2 separate regions of the Bombyx mori genome follow, and region 1 is linked to region 2. The links are chromatin contacts, called in public Hi-C maps. All regions are on one chromosome and are shown on one strand. The core of a region is the stretch at or near the end of the contact, and the rest is flanking DNA. Distances in the headings are between cores, read along the strand shown.

Evidence for each region. Hi-C and Micro-C count contacts between places; a contact is called where the count stands out from the background.
Region 1: a Hi-C map of posterior silk gland shows a contact between it and region 2, with 1.8 times the contacts expected there. The contact joins the promoter of LOC101740538 here to the enhancer-like site in region 2. A contact is called at or near these places in 2 of 7 Hi-C or Micro-C datasets (middle silk gland and posterior silk gland).

Annotation. Positions count from the first base shown.
Region 1 is chr2:862,973-870,191 of ASM3026992v2, forward strand. It overlaps LOC101740538, which reads right to left and starts at 4,087. Exons shown (of 5, transcript XM_004924941.5): 1 at 3,934-4,087; 2 at 2,360-2,483; 3 at 1,001-1,086. The coding sequence starts at 2,473.
Region 2 is chr2:575,160-581,778 of ASM3026992v2, forward strand. It overlaps LOC101741243, which reads right to left. Exons shown (of 13, transcript XM_038017314.2): 8 at 5,483-6,287; 9 at 4,508-4,580; 10 at 4,176-4,228; 11 at 1,226-3,623. Among protein-coding and RNA genes, the nearest start is that of LOC101741243, 13 kb to the right of the region's middle. Within about 2 kb of position 4,487, at least 1 of the 8 cell types and tissues checked has open chromatin away from gene starts, as enhancers often do.

The DNA of each region.
Region 1 (7,219 bases), core at 2,837-5,336, 290 kb after region 2:
GAGACCCGTGAGCTCACCTACTAGGTCGGTGAATCTAGAATAACCCCTCAAGGTTACTAGAATAGGTAGGAAAATTAAAAAATCAGCGACTTAATATCCCAGATCTGCTGAATCTTCACACAACACATTAGCGTTGAAGTTCCAGTTATGGAACAAATAAATAAATAACTGGGAACAAATCACGGATGGTCATCCGTCCCCAAATTAGGATACCCTGTGCTATGGGCACCAGAGACTGACATATATGTTTTTGTAAGGGATTTTATGACCTGGTAACTAAGACTTTTAAGTCATGGCTTATTTTAATTGATATTCTTATTTTTACATATACGTTTAAATATTGACATATAGGTATTCTTATATTCTAATATATAAAAATGAATTGCTGTTCGTTAGTCTCGCTAAAATTCGAGAACGGCTGGACCGATTTGGCTAATTTTGGTCTTGAATTATTTGTGGAAGTCCAGTGAAGGATTAAAAGGTAGAAAAATATGAAAATGCTCGGAATTAAATAAAAATAACAATTTTCTTTTTCCTTTGATGTGTCCCCCGTCGGACGGATTCCTTTTGTTTGTTTTATGTTTATTTTATACAAAAGTTTAGGTCTTTTATTTCTCGATTGAGGCATTACGAAGTGTGCCGGGTCAGCTAGTAGATAATAAACATCCAAACAAGAAGCCAACAAGCATGTTCGTCACACGAATGCCTACTCGATGTAGAAATCGAACCCACGACCCTACAACAGTCAGGGATGCTAACTTCTGCACCACAGTATCAGTCAAAATGCTTCAAGCCAGAAAAAGGCATGGCGGTCCCCACATCTGAGGGCTTATACCTTAACATCATTCATAGCAGATTGGTGATCATAGTATACTGGTACGCTATTGCCAAATTCTCTTTTAAATATCTTCCACGAAAGGAGATGGGCTGATGCTATTCCACGCCGACACCACACAGCCAAGTCATTGGTTGCGCTAAAGCAATTAATATTCCACATTACCTAAAGGTATCGGTGATGTTCTCTCGGATAGAGGTGGCGTTCGCTGGCAAATTCAAAGTGTCAGCTTTTGTTTGATTCGCCATGTCCTGTGAACATATTCAATAGATTTGAAAAACTGTGAAAAATAATACTAATAAACCTAACTTGAGATGAAAGATACAAATTATGGTCGATTCAATATTATCTGTGTGATTGTAATTTTTTGTAAAAAAAATTCAATGTTACCAAGAAAAGATGTTTAAAATAAATCTATACTAATATATAAATCTACAATGGTTTTTACGGATGTTCCGTTATAACTACTGAACCGTGCATCCGATTGACTTGAAACTTGGTATCCATGTAGAAAATACATGTACTTAATGGATAGCCTAATATTTATATGAGTGTTGGACTCCCTAGACCAGTTGCGGGGGCGTTAATGATGAGAATCTTTGCGGGGGTGAGAAATTTAATATTATTAATTTTAAACGCTCAACGAAGCGGACGGGTACAGCTAGTTTAATTTAAAATTAGAAAATATTATTACACAGTGTGTAATAAAACATTTTGTTAACACACAAAATTTATCGGCGTCGATTTGAATCGATTAGTTCGACCAAGTTGCCAATCTTATTAGTTACATATTATTCATTAAACCATTCAAGAATACAAATCCAATAATATAGAAAATTATATAGCCGCTATTGGCAGTGTCCACAGCCCGAACCACAAGCGCTTGGAGTTCCAAAGTCATTAGAACCGAAAGCCGATAAAAGTTTTTGACGGTTTATTAAAACCGACATAATTGGCCTCAATAGCTTTTTGCCTACCTGATCGTTGGTAGATTAAGGGGCTTTTTTTGGGACTGCAGACCCAAAAGGAATTTAGGGCCATACCCACTAAGTCACAGAGAAGGGGGGCTCAATACTACAACGATATCCCGCTGGATCAGAATCAGCCTGCAAGGTCGGAACGCGATACACTGCTGACTGAGCTATTCTTTAACAGTATGTCCAGTGATGGCAGTGACGACAGCATTGCGGATTGCAGAGGCGTCTTCCCTTCCTCCTGGTACCAGCGCGCTAGAGTCACGGTAGCTTTTGGCCCAGCCTCCACCGCATCAGATCGCCCCATAACCACCACCAAGGGAAAAATTCAAACTACACCCGGCTTGGTAAATGAGCTCACGCATCTTAACCTAAGAGGACTTGTTAATACAAGCCCTAGCAAGGGCAGTGCTTCGCTGAATCTAGCAAAGGATAAGAATCGTAGCCTAATGTGAAGATCCGGTGAGAAACTCAGTGGCCTGTGGGTGGGTTGCGACGGTTTAATCAACATTATTCGTCTTACATTTAAAACCGTACAATTTCGACTTACCCTCAATATTTTGAGCATGATATTTGTATCAGCTTCCACGTCTATTTCGTCGTAAGACATCACGAGGCCTCCGCACATTAATATCAATATTAAATTCGAAATAATTTTGTCCATGTTCGCAGACCTGGAATTTTTTTATTATATAGTATTTTGTCCTCTGTATACGCAAAGGTTAATCAGACAGTAGCTTTTTTAGGAGCCCATAGACATCTACAACGATGCGCCACCCACCTTGAGATATAAGTTCTAAGGTCTCAAGTATAGTTACAACGGCTGCTCCACCCTTCGAACCGAAACGCATTACTGCTTCACGGCAGAAATGAGCAGGGTGGTGGTACCTACCCGTGCGGACTCACAAGAGGTCCTACCACCAGTAATATTACACGATGCTATTCCTTCACCGCGGAGGTCAATTGCGAACATTGTTAACGTGTTTTTAAAATACTTCTTTTATTACTTAGGTCTGTTGGCTACTTAATAGTAACGGGAGCCCGTAGACATTAACAACCTAAATGATGTCATAGACATTGAGACATGAGTCCTAAGTAGGGTCTAAGGTACAACGGCTGCCCCACCCTTCAAAAGCATCACTGTTTTGAGGCAGAAACAGGCAGGGTGGTGGTACCTATCCAAGCGTACTAAGAAGCCGTCCTACCACCAGTAACTTTCGTCTGAACGTCGATACAGACAACAGTCTGCCAATTTTTGTATGTATTTTACAAATCAGTGATCTCTCGCACATAGAAATAACAAATCGAGCAATGAAAGGGTATTTAAATTAAGGTAAGGGACATTTATCTTAATAATTAAAGGTGCGTTTTATTTGGTATCAGCATCAACAGTTCGATATTTTTAATTGAACTTCAACTAAAGCTTAGATAGCTGAAGAAGGTTTTTTTTTTTTGTTATGATATTTTTTCCAAAATTATGAACTTTACAGGAGTCTCCTGTGAAGTTGTGAAAATGTCGCATAAACCAACCCTTTCACCCCTCTATATAATAAGTAACAATAACAATATCTTAACGCTGAGCCCGTTTGACTCACAGGGGTCCCAATTTTCACGTTATCAATTTTCGTATTTTACTATTCATTACACATCATGTAACTATACTGAGACCTTAGAACTCACATCTCAAGGTGGGTGACGCATTTACGTTGTAGATGTCTATGGGCTCCACTGACCAGGGCTGTGAGCTCGCCCACCCGTCTAAGCAATAAAAAAAAGCATCTTCATTGTCATGCCCTTCTCCCAGTCACCTGGGGTCGGCGCAACATGTTTTCTCCTTCCATTCTCCTCTATCATATACCATTTCTTCGCTCACTCCCCTCTTACCCATATCGTCTTTCTTATTATTGATTGAGCGACATCATATATATCATAGATCTTTCGCTCCCCACGACGGATGCCCAAGAGTCAGGTCGGGGTATTGAGGGGTGATTTCGCGAACTATACATAAAATCTATGAGTAAGTTTTAATTACAAACTAATATTGTCTAGTACAATATTTATTAGAAATTTTAGAACATAGTATTTCGTTTGTTTTTTTTTTAAACTAAATTAAAATTGACTCACCAGTGTGCGACGAACACAAAAAAATTAAAACACAAAAGTAGCGTTAGAAAAAAAAATATAAATAAAAAAAGTAATCACAATTGTTTAAAATCTAAACTAGGATTTTATGTACTTCTGCTTTCCGCCGAAGGCTCGACAATGCGAAATTTAACATGTCAGATCACTCTTTTATAAACGCGCGGATCATCAACCCGACCGGCATGCGAATTCGCAATACGACAGGTACCGTTTGCAGAACAAATCCGGAAAAACATTAGAGCGAATACGTTATTGAAGGCACTTTGACTATTTCATATGTTTCGTGATAGATAAAGTACAAAATTTGCGATTAACGAAGAATCATTGCAAAATTTATTTATTTATGGATTTATTGGGTTTAAGGTGAAGGGAAGATCTTCCAACGAGCGAGTGATATAGCTAGGTAGACGACGGTCCGAATGTTGTTCGGCACTTGTATATATGCAAGCTTATCTTGAAATTGTCGTAAGCGAGATTCAGGCATCTGTCAAATATCTTGTGTTGTATGATAGTTACCGCTACATTCTTTTTTTCATCTTCAGCCCCTTTGTTGCACTGTAATGTTCGATAATCCATTCTTCCTATTGATCCTCATTCTCATCAACATTCGCCTCAGCTCCCCAACTTCCTCATCTGTCCCCCGTGCCATACGTCTTCCGGTCTTCCTCAATGACTCCGTAATGTAATCCAGGGGGCTATTACTTTTTTTATTGCTTAGATGGGTAGACGAGCTCACAGCCCACCTGATGTTAAGTGGTTACTAGAGCCCATAGACATCTACGACGTAAATGCGCCACCCATCTTGAGATATAAGTTCTAAAGTCTCAGTATAGTTACAACGGCTGCCCCGCCCTTCAAACCGAAACACACTACTGCTTCACGGCAGAAATTGGCAGGGTGGTGGTACCTACCCGTCCGGACTCACAAGAGGTTCTACCACCAGTAAAAAAACTTACTAGCTATTTATTACTATATAGGCGTGAACATCTCCTGTTAAGGTTCAGTTTCGCGTTTTTTATTGTCACCACCTTTATTATTCCTGACGTATCAAACACTTAACAGCTACCGTGGTCACGAAAGACTAATTAGTCTTCCGTTAAAGACACTTTAATTAGCTAACCCATAGACACAGCCCACTGAGTTTCTCGCCGGATCTTTATTTATTTATTTACATAAGTACTGCCACATCACAAACATCTAACATTGAAAATAAATTTAAACTATTTAATTTATGGTTTGATGCATGTGACAACAATGATCTTCTCAGTGGGCCGCGTTTCCGATCCGGTGGTTGATTCTGCGAAGCACTATTCTTGCTAGGGTCAGTTTTAGCGTCACTCCGGTTTGAGCCCCGTGAGCTCACCTACTAGTTAAGGTTACGCTCTCAAGGCTATCAGCTTAGGTAGGTAAAAAAAAAAAAATAATTAGGTTTTTTTCTAATATAGCTTAAATGAGTTCACATAATCAACTTACCTATTAAGTATAGTAAAATAATAACTACGCAACTTGTGAAGGAAAAAAAAATTTATGTGAAATAAATTATTTGAAAAAAAAACTTGTTTTGTCGACAGTACCGATTCCGACTTTGGCTCGGTACGGGCAGATCCTTCACAAAATACTAATGCCCATCCCGGCTCGAGACCTTGAACACGGCCTCCCGGGCAGCACAATGCCAAGGACATTCTTGCACGTCAGATGATCACTAATAAAAAAAAATCGTCTGATAATAAATATGTAAATACATCACCGAAAAACATATGAGTGTGGAGTATCGAAAGTGTTGAATGGTGGAAACTAATTGCAACTTTTTAGCTTCAATCCAAATCTGTGGAAGGCTCACGAGCGCTCACGGATTGATTGTTGGTAAAGTATTGCGTAAAAACGAACCCTATGCTGCTAGAAGTGACTTCACTACGCATTGCCAATGTCAATAAGCTACAGCGATCACTTTTGATGTAACAGCTATCCTATCATTCAAACCGGAACACCCTTCGCGGCAGAAATTGGCAGATATCATAGAAGTTGTTCGTGACCACGCGCTAATTGCCAATTTCCTTACAATGCTTTTCTGCCGCACAGTTTCCCACGTCATTTCGGATCCTCCTGATCCACTAACGGTGCTTTTATGTACCCCAAGCACCGGTCATCGTCCTCGTCGAACCCGTCGCTTGCGACGAAGGGCTCGACGAGTAAATTCACCCTCAGGCACAGCCTACTGAGTTTCTCGTCGGATCTTCTCAGTGGGTCGCGTTTCCAATCCGGTGATAGATTCTGCGAAGCACGGCTCTTGCTAGGGTTCGTGTTAGCAACGTCGTCAGGTTTGAGCCCCGTGAGCTCACCTACTAGTTAAGGTTACGCTAAAATAGCCTCTCAAGGCTCTCAGCTAGGTAGAAAAAAAAATCCGCATTGCCAATGTCAATAAGCTACAGCGATCACTTTTGATGTAACAGCTATCCTATCATTCAGACCGGAACACCCTTCGCGGCAGAAACTGGCAAGATATCATAGAAGTTGTTCGTGAGCACGCGCTAGTTGCCAATTTACTTACAATGCTCATCTGCCGCACAGTTTCCCACGTAATTTAGGATCCTCCTGATCCACTAACGGTGCTTTTAGGTACCTCAAGCATCGGTCATCGTTCTCGTTAAACACTTCGCTTGCGACGAAGGGCTCGACGAGTAAATTCACCCTCAGGCACAGCCCACTGAGTTTCTCGCCGGATTTTCTCAGTGGGTCGCGTTTCCGATCCGGTGGTAGATTCTGCGAAGCACGGCTCTTGCTAGGGTTCGTGTTAGCAACGTCGTCAGGTTTGAGCCCCGTGAGCTCACCTACTAGTTAAGGTTCCGCTGATATAACCTCTCAAGGATATCAGCTTAGGTAGGAAAAAAAACAGTTTCAAAATAAGAGAACTTATGACTCATTGTCACTTACCACAGGACCATCGACCTTTTTTTTTTTTTTTTTTATTGCTTAGATGGGTGAACGAGCTCACAGCCCACCTGGTGTTAACTGGTGACTCCACACTATCCTTGTTCATTCAACTATGCTCACAGAATACATTTAACTGTTATTCCAAAGATACATATATTCCGTTCGTCGAAGCTAATGCGCGATATATCAAAATAATACAATTTATGGTAAAATTATGCATAAGCTTGTTGAAATATGTTTTCAACTAAAACTTATCTGAGCTTAATAAATTACGTGTTTTTAATTTTTGATTTGATTTAGTGCTTCGGTCCTTCACGGACTTCGCTCGGTCTATGTG
Region 2 (6,619 bases), core at 3,237-5,736:
TACATTTATATCCGTTATCTGGTACCTGTAACACAAGTTCTTTACGAACTTATCATGGGACCAGTTAACGTAACGTAATTGTTAGTAAATATTTATTATTATTATTATTATACATTAATTTAATTCGACGATTCTATCCCTGCATTGTAGAGAACGTTCGCGAACACAATAATACAATTAAAGCTAAATTTATGTTTTAATCTCCGGTTATAAAATTATTAACAGTTTTTGTGGTCACCGATGACCAATGTTATAATAGGCGTTGACCTAAGATGATTGTGCAATTATGTTGTAGGTACTTATTAACTCCATGGCAATTATCATAGAGTGTTGTAGGTACTTATTAACTCCATGGCAATTATCTTGTATTTAAAAACATATCTCAAGTTTTACGTTTCATTTCACACAGAACGAACTAATAGAATCTTGAGGTTTGGCAGTTTTCATTTTGTCTAAGTTCTCGAAAACCGAAGAAAATACGATATCATCTTAATAATAATATGATTGTGGAATAATTATGTAGGTACATAGTTACGGAAAAAAATTAGCGTCCGAATAAACAGAAGATTACGCTAGGAGGTTTTTTTTATTTACTAATAATTTTTTTAAATTATTTTTTATTGCCCTTGTAGGCAGACGAGCGTACGGCCCACCTGATGGTGAGTGGTTACCGTCGCCCATGGACTTCAGCAATGCCAGGGGCAGAGCCAAGCCGCTGCCTACCACTTAATACTCTCCACAAGCCTCGTTCGAAGAAGGACATGTCATAGCGCTCGGAAAACACTGTGGAGGGGAGCTCGTTCCATAGCCGGATGGTACGTGGCAAAAAAGACCTCTGGAAACGCACTGTAGATGACCGCAGTGGCTCCAGGTAGTATGGATGCACTCTACTCCGGTGGCGGGCGGTGCGATGGTAAAAACGAGATGACGATATCATCTTGAACAATTTTTTTTTAATTGCTAAGTGGATGGACGAGCTTGCAGCCCACCTGGTGTTAAGTGGTTACCGAAGCCCATAGACATATACGACGTAAATGCGACACCCACCTTGAGATATCAGTTCTAAGGTCTCAGTATAGTTACAACGGCTGTCCCGCCCTTCAAACCGAAACGCATTACTGCTTCACGGCAGAAATAGGCAGGGTGGTGGTACCTACCTGCGCGGACTCACAAGAGGTCCTACCACCAGTCCTCAGAGCGCTCCCTAAAATAAAATAAAACTCACCGTATGTTCTCAATTCCAATTTTCTTATCATCTTCCTCACTGCATCGTCTCCGTTTGTATAATTCACCGTTGGCGCACTCAATCCATTCGCGATTCAATTTGTTAATCTCAAAGTCTATGATCGCAAGCAATAGATTCTTGCATTTATCACGTTTTACTTCGTTTATTACTATCAAAGTATCGTCACTGGACTCAGTACTATTTTCGGTAATGTTTTTAATATAATCCTTTCTTGTTTTCATATTATCCAGTGGCGCTTTTGAAGCAGTTGTCTGTGCAACGTGTGTAGTTGTTGTAAGTGTAGATCTGGGGTCGGTTATATCTGATCTATCTTCGACTGGTATTTGACTTGTTAACGTATGTATTTGCTTTTTTTCTGTGCTAGGTTTTTCTGTATACTGTAATGTTTGTTTAGCGGTTATAGGGTGTGTAATTTTTTGGGCTACAATTGGTGTAGTATTCAGTTTGAAGCTAGCCGTGCTAAATGATGGAGTTGTAATTTCGTTTGCATATTCAGATATTTCTGTGTCTTTTCCAACGCTTATTAACGTATCGAAAAGTTTCAATAGCTCCTTGATATTACTCGTTATGTCAGCTGTTTCGGGATCATCATCGAATGAGTCATTTACACCAGAAAGTTCAGGTATTTTTGTTCTCTCTGTAAATCCGTTGCCAGCTTCTGCCGTGACAGCTCTAGCTTGTATAACTGTACTGCCAACACTAGGAAAAACATTTTCATTGTTGCCGTCATCTTTGTGTGTTGAACTGCCATCAACGTTGGATAGGTAATTTTTATTTTCCTCTATATCATCTTGTACTACAGTGATACCAACACCAATAGTAGGAATATAATTCTCGTCAGCTGACTTATCATCTCTAGTGATCCTATTGATGTAATCATTCCAGAAATTACCACCGGCGTCCGATATTAATGGAGAATCGATTTGATTGATTTCTCTCTTCCCAATATCAATTTGTTTTGTCATTTCGTCGTTCGATGCACCTAATTTGTGTTTTGTTTTAAATAAACCTTTGATTCCCTTATGTTTTTTTCCATTTCTTTTCTTTATATTCCAATTAACGGAGTTATAATTTTCTGTTATCGTATCGAGGCTATTCGAAGTGAAGTCATTAGAATCATCAACACTCGTTTTAGCATCGTTACAAATTATATTAACGCTTATATTTTCAACGGAATAACTTTCATTTTTACAATCAGACCTCTTCTCGAAGGACTTACTAGATATACAATTGGCGACCGCATCGAAGAGTCGTTTGCTTCCCTTGATAAGCTTCTCATTGTAACACGTCGCAGTTTTACAGGCCACATTCACATCTCTCGCTAATTGTTCTAATTTCTTAACAAAGATCACCCCTGGGTCTTTACTTTTCAAAGTATCACTTCTCACCAGGTCTCTCTTGTCTATAATGCCCATTGCATCACATGTGCGCCCTTGGCACTTACCTTTGACCCTCTTGTAATAATCATGCAAGTCCTTATCAATATTGTGAACGGAATCTTTCAATTTTTTTCCGCCGCTTGGATTCATCCAGAAATACGTTTGGATTTCAGTGCAATGCTCGCGCATGTACCTGCCCAGGTTGTCAAATTCAAACAGTAGCTCTTTTATGACGGCGTCGCTAGCCGCGCACGCCCTGCACATAGTTTTGTTGGCTTTACATTTACAATTGCACACTCGGTCGTATCCAAAATACTTTTTGATTGCTTTCCAATTAATACTTCGTTTCTTACGATGTTTTGTAGCATTTTTGTCTTTTGTGGCCGTTGTTAGATTATTGTACAGCTGCATCAGTTGCTTATTGATTGCGGAAATTAAATCTTTACTCAAAGTCACCTTTGATATGGCGTTGGGCGGTGCGCTGGTGGCAGTTTCGACCGTGACATTCGGACGTTTAACGTTTTTATCCGAGCTAGCTGCGACCGGTTTCAGAGCGAAACTTTCTGGATAAGAACTATCAACTAGCAGATAAACGCCTGGCAATAAACTCGGGTGCTCTTCAACTGTTTTAGAAGTCACATCGTTCGTATCAAACGAATTAACTTGATACACAACGTCGACCGGGGTCAGCATTCTGGCCGAAAAGACCTTCCTGACTTTATTCGGTTCTAACGACCTCTTTTTGTCACTAATAAAAGCTCCCGGAACTCCAATGTGTACTTGAATGGAATTACTCAAATTGACAGGATATTTCGAAGCGACATCGTCCAGGTCTGGTTGCGTGGTGTGTTTGTCTTCAGTGTTCTTTATCAGATCGATGATCACCTCTATGGCCGCTACATCTCTAGCTGTGAATGTCTGATTTTTCGCATCGCGTTTGTGTCTATCAGCAAGCTTTACGTCAAACTCTTCTATTGGCATAACACTTGTTTCAATGACTGAAATAAAATGGGTAAAAGCAAAGGTTTTAAACACACTTCATGTCGCCCCGTGTATGTCTTTTATTGCCTTGGATTATATAACTCATTTATTGATGAGTGGTCAACGTTGCTATGGACATCAGCAAGCGTAACAAACACAGCCAAATCTCTACCTAAGGCTGAGAGTTATTTTCAAAACTCGTTTGAAACACTGTGCCGATATGAGGTGCGATTTGTAAAAATAGAATGAAGGGATCTCAGAATATTTCTTAGAGCACCCTTAAAGACATGAAACACAAAAAGCTCTAGTCCTTCCGCACCTGGCTACAGAGTTTTGAAACTGAGATTTCAGAGTGACCTGGATTTTGGAACTAGTTTGAAATGTTCAATAATGTTGATTAAGTACTTTTGGACGTATCGCCAACCTTGGAGATAACCGAGAAATTCTTAGGAAACGTACTAAGGTCCTGAAGTTTAGAACTAAAAACAGTCGATTGGCAAAAGACATGGAAGACTAAAACTAGTCCACAAAGACTCGTCACAGGCACTAGACCTAGGTAAGGTACGTACCATCGTTAGTAAATCCTTCGGTATTTCCCCTCACGCGACTCCTTTTAGGAAGACTGAAAACTTTTAATGAATTAGTATTAAATTCTACATTACCATGTGAACGAAACAAATTGACATTAATTTCTGAGATATTCGTTCTACACAATATTATGATCGCAAGTTTGTAACAGTCTATCCTGTTTTTTATAGACAATAGAAACGAATCAGCATTATTTTTACATAGAATAAATCAAACCCATTGCCTTATTTTACAATTAAAAGTTTAACGCGAGCGAAAACATTGGGGAGTCGCTACTTTGATCAATGTTGTAGAAAAAAAAATGGCGACTTACTCACTGTTGTCATCGCTATTTTGTTCCTCTTCCTCAATCTCGGTGCAGTAGGTTACTTCCGAGATAGGATTGACTGAAATCAATAGTACCATGTATCAATACGTTATTATTTACTAGAGTCCTGTGTCTCACGGAGTGGAATTATGTACGGGAATATTTATATTTTTTCTCCTACCTACGCCGAAAGTTCGGTTTTCGTCCCTGGGTACTGACAAGTGCGCATGCGCGTTAGTGTCTACGTCTGCTCTCACGCACCTAAAATTCTCCGCCATTGTTGTGCTCGGGTAATTTGCAATATTGTGTTTAGTGTAAACGTGAAATAAACAAAAAGCAATAAAATTTAATGGTGAAGTAATAAACAAAGATGAGTTCATCAGACAGTTCCGGCTTTTGTAAACAGGCGAGAATATGGCACGTCTGATGGTTATTAATAAAATTACTGTCACTCATGGAACTCAGCCAAACCAAGGATGCAGCGAAATGGCTGAGTACTCACCGCAAGCCTTGTTTGAACAAGGATATATCATAGGGCTCGCGGAACACTGTTAAGGGGATTTGAAGAAGATAAGACAGGTATTCATTAAAATTTACTTTTCTGTTAATAATGATGGCCACGTCTGTCCCAGGGCATATGAGTTGTGAAGGGATAGTAGATACGAGAAAAACTTTTCACGGCCAAAAAAAACAAAGCTTAAAGAGGGATAAATAAGTATGCATCTTGGCACACAAGTTGCATTTTGATTTTAAATAAAAGTCGACAGTTGATCTGTGAGACACTACAATTAACGTCTTCAGTTCTATTGGCTTTGTGGACTCTCGTGATAAATTCCAATCATTTGCAAATATGTGCCGTTTATTTCTAAATTTGTACAGTAGGAGAATAAACTATACATACCATAGAAATAGTTGTGTGCGCAATTACTAACTTAATACTAACTAACTACCATGTACTAAATCTCGAGTTGTCATATGAACCTGCACTTATTTCTCCTTTCCCCTTCTGGTTCTTCTTCGGCCGATGATAGATGATATCGTATTTATAGCTGTGGCTACTAATCCGTACTCTTTTCGGGTCATTGCCCAGTTTAATGGGCAGCTTCTGAAATAGTTCTTCAGAAGCCATAATTGTTTTAGTAGTGGCTTCTAGAACTCCAGCGGTATTCTCGATTTTATTGTTTTTAGGAAACAAACGATTGTACATTTGATTGTTGTGTAGTTTCTTAAAGAAGTCAAACTCTTTAGCTGCTTTCTCGATTTTGTTCAAATTCGACATTCCCGTCTTTGCGTTAATCTGTTCCGTAGTCGATTCTGCTTTGTCGAGCACTTGCGAATCGGCCGCGTCATGTTGAGCGGCTTTTTTGTCGTCAACATTAATTATCGTTATATCGAAATCCTTCTTTGACAAATCATCAGTTGCTGTGGTCCCTTTTGACCTATCGTTTCCGTTATCAAAATCCTCATCTACACTAGTTTGCCTTTTGTCCCTATACAATTCTGCATCGCCGTCATCAAATAAACCACTTTCTAAATAATCTAAATAATTGAAGACATTTTCTGGATCCATCTTTATATTATTGTCGTCGTTGATTTCTTGATTGATTGCTTTCATTCTCTTGGCCTTCTGTGTTTCAGCGTCGTCAGTGGGCAGGTCCGTTATGGGAGACGTTACAGATTCCACATCCAGACTGTTGTCCTTCAGGAATTTCTCGAAGTCATTCATCGTCATCGGAAGAGGTGTTGTAAAATACTGAACTGGTTGTCGGTTCGTCTTGGTGATGACCTTAAAACGGCAATGCGAGATTTATTTGCTAGTAAAACATGCGTACGATCATTACACCCAGAAGTAAGTTTTGCCAAGTTATTCCGATACCTTATGAGGTCATATCAGTCTTATGTTACCCTTTGCTTAAAATAAACGACACTTTTACTGGTTTTAAGACGGCTTATGACTCCGCACGAGTAAGTACCACCACTCTGCCTAGTTCTGCCGTGAAGCAGTAATGCGTTTCGGTTTGAATGCTGGAGCAGCCGTTGTACTGTAAAAACTGAGACTCTAGAAGACATGTCTCGAGGTGGGTGGCAGCATTTACGTTGAAGATGTCTATGGGCTCC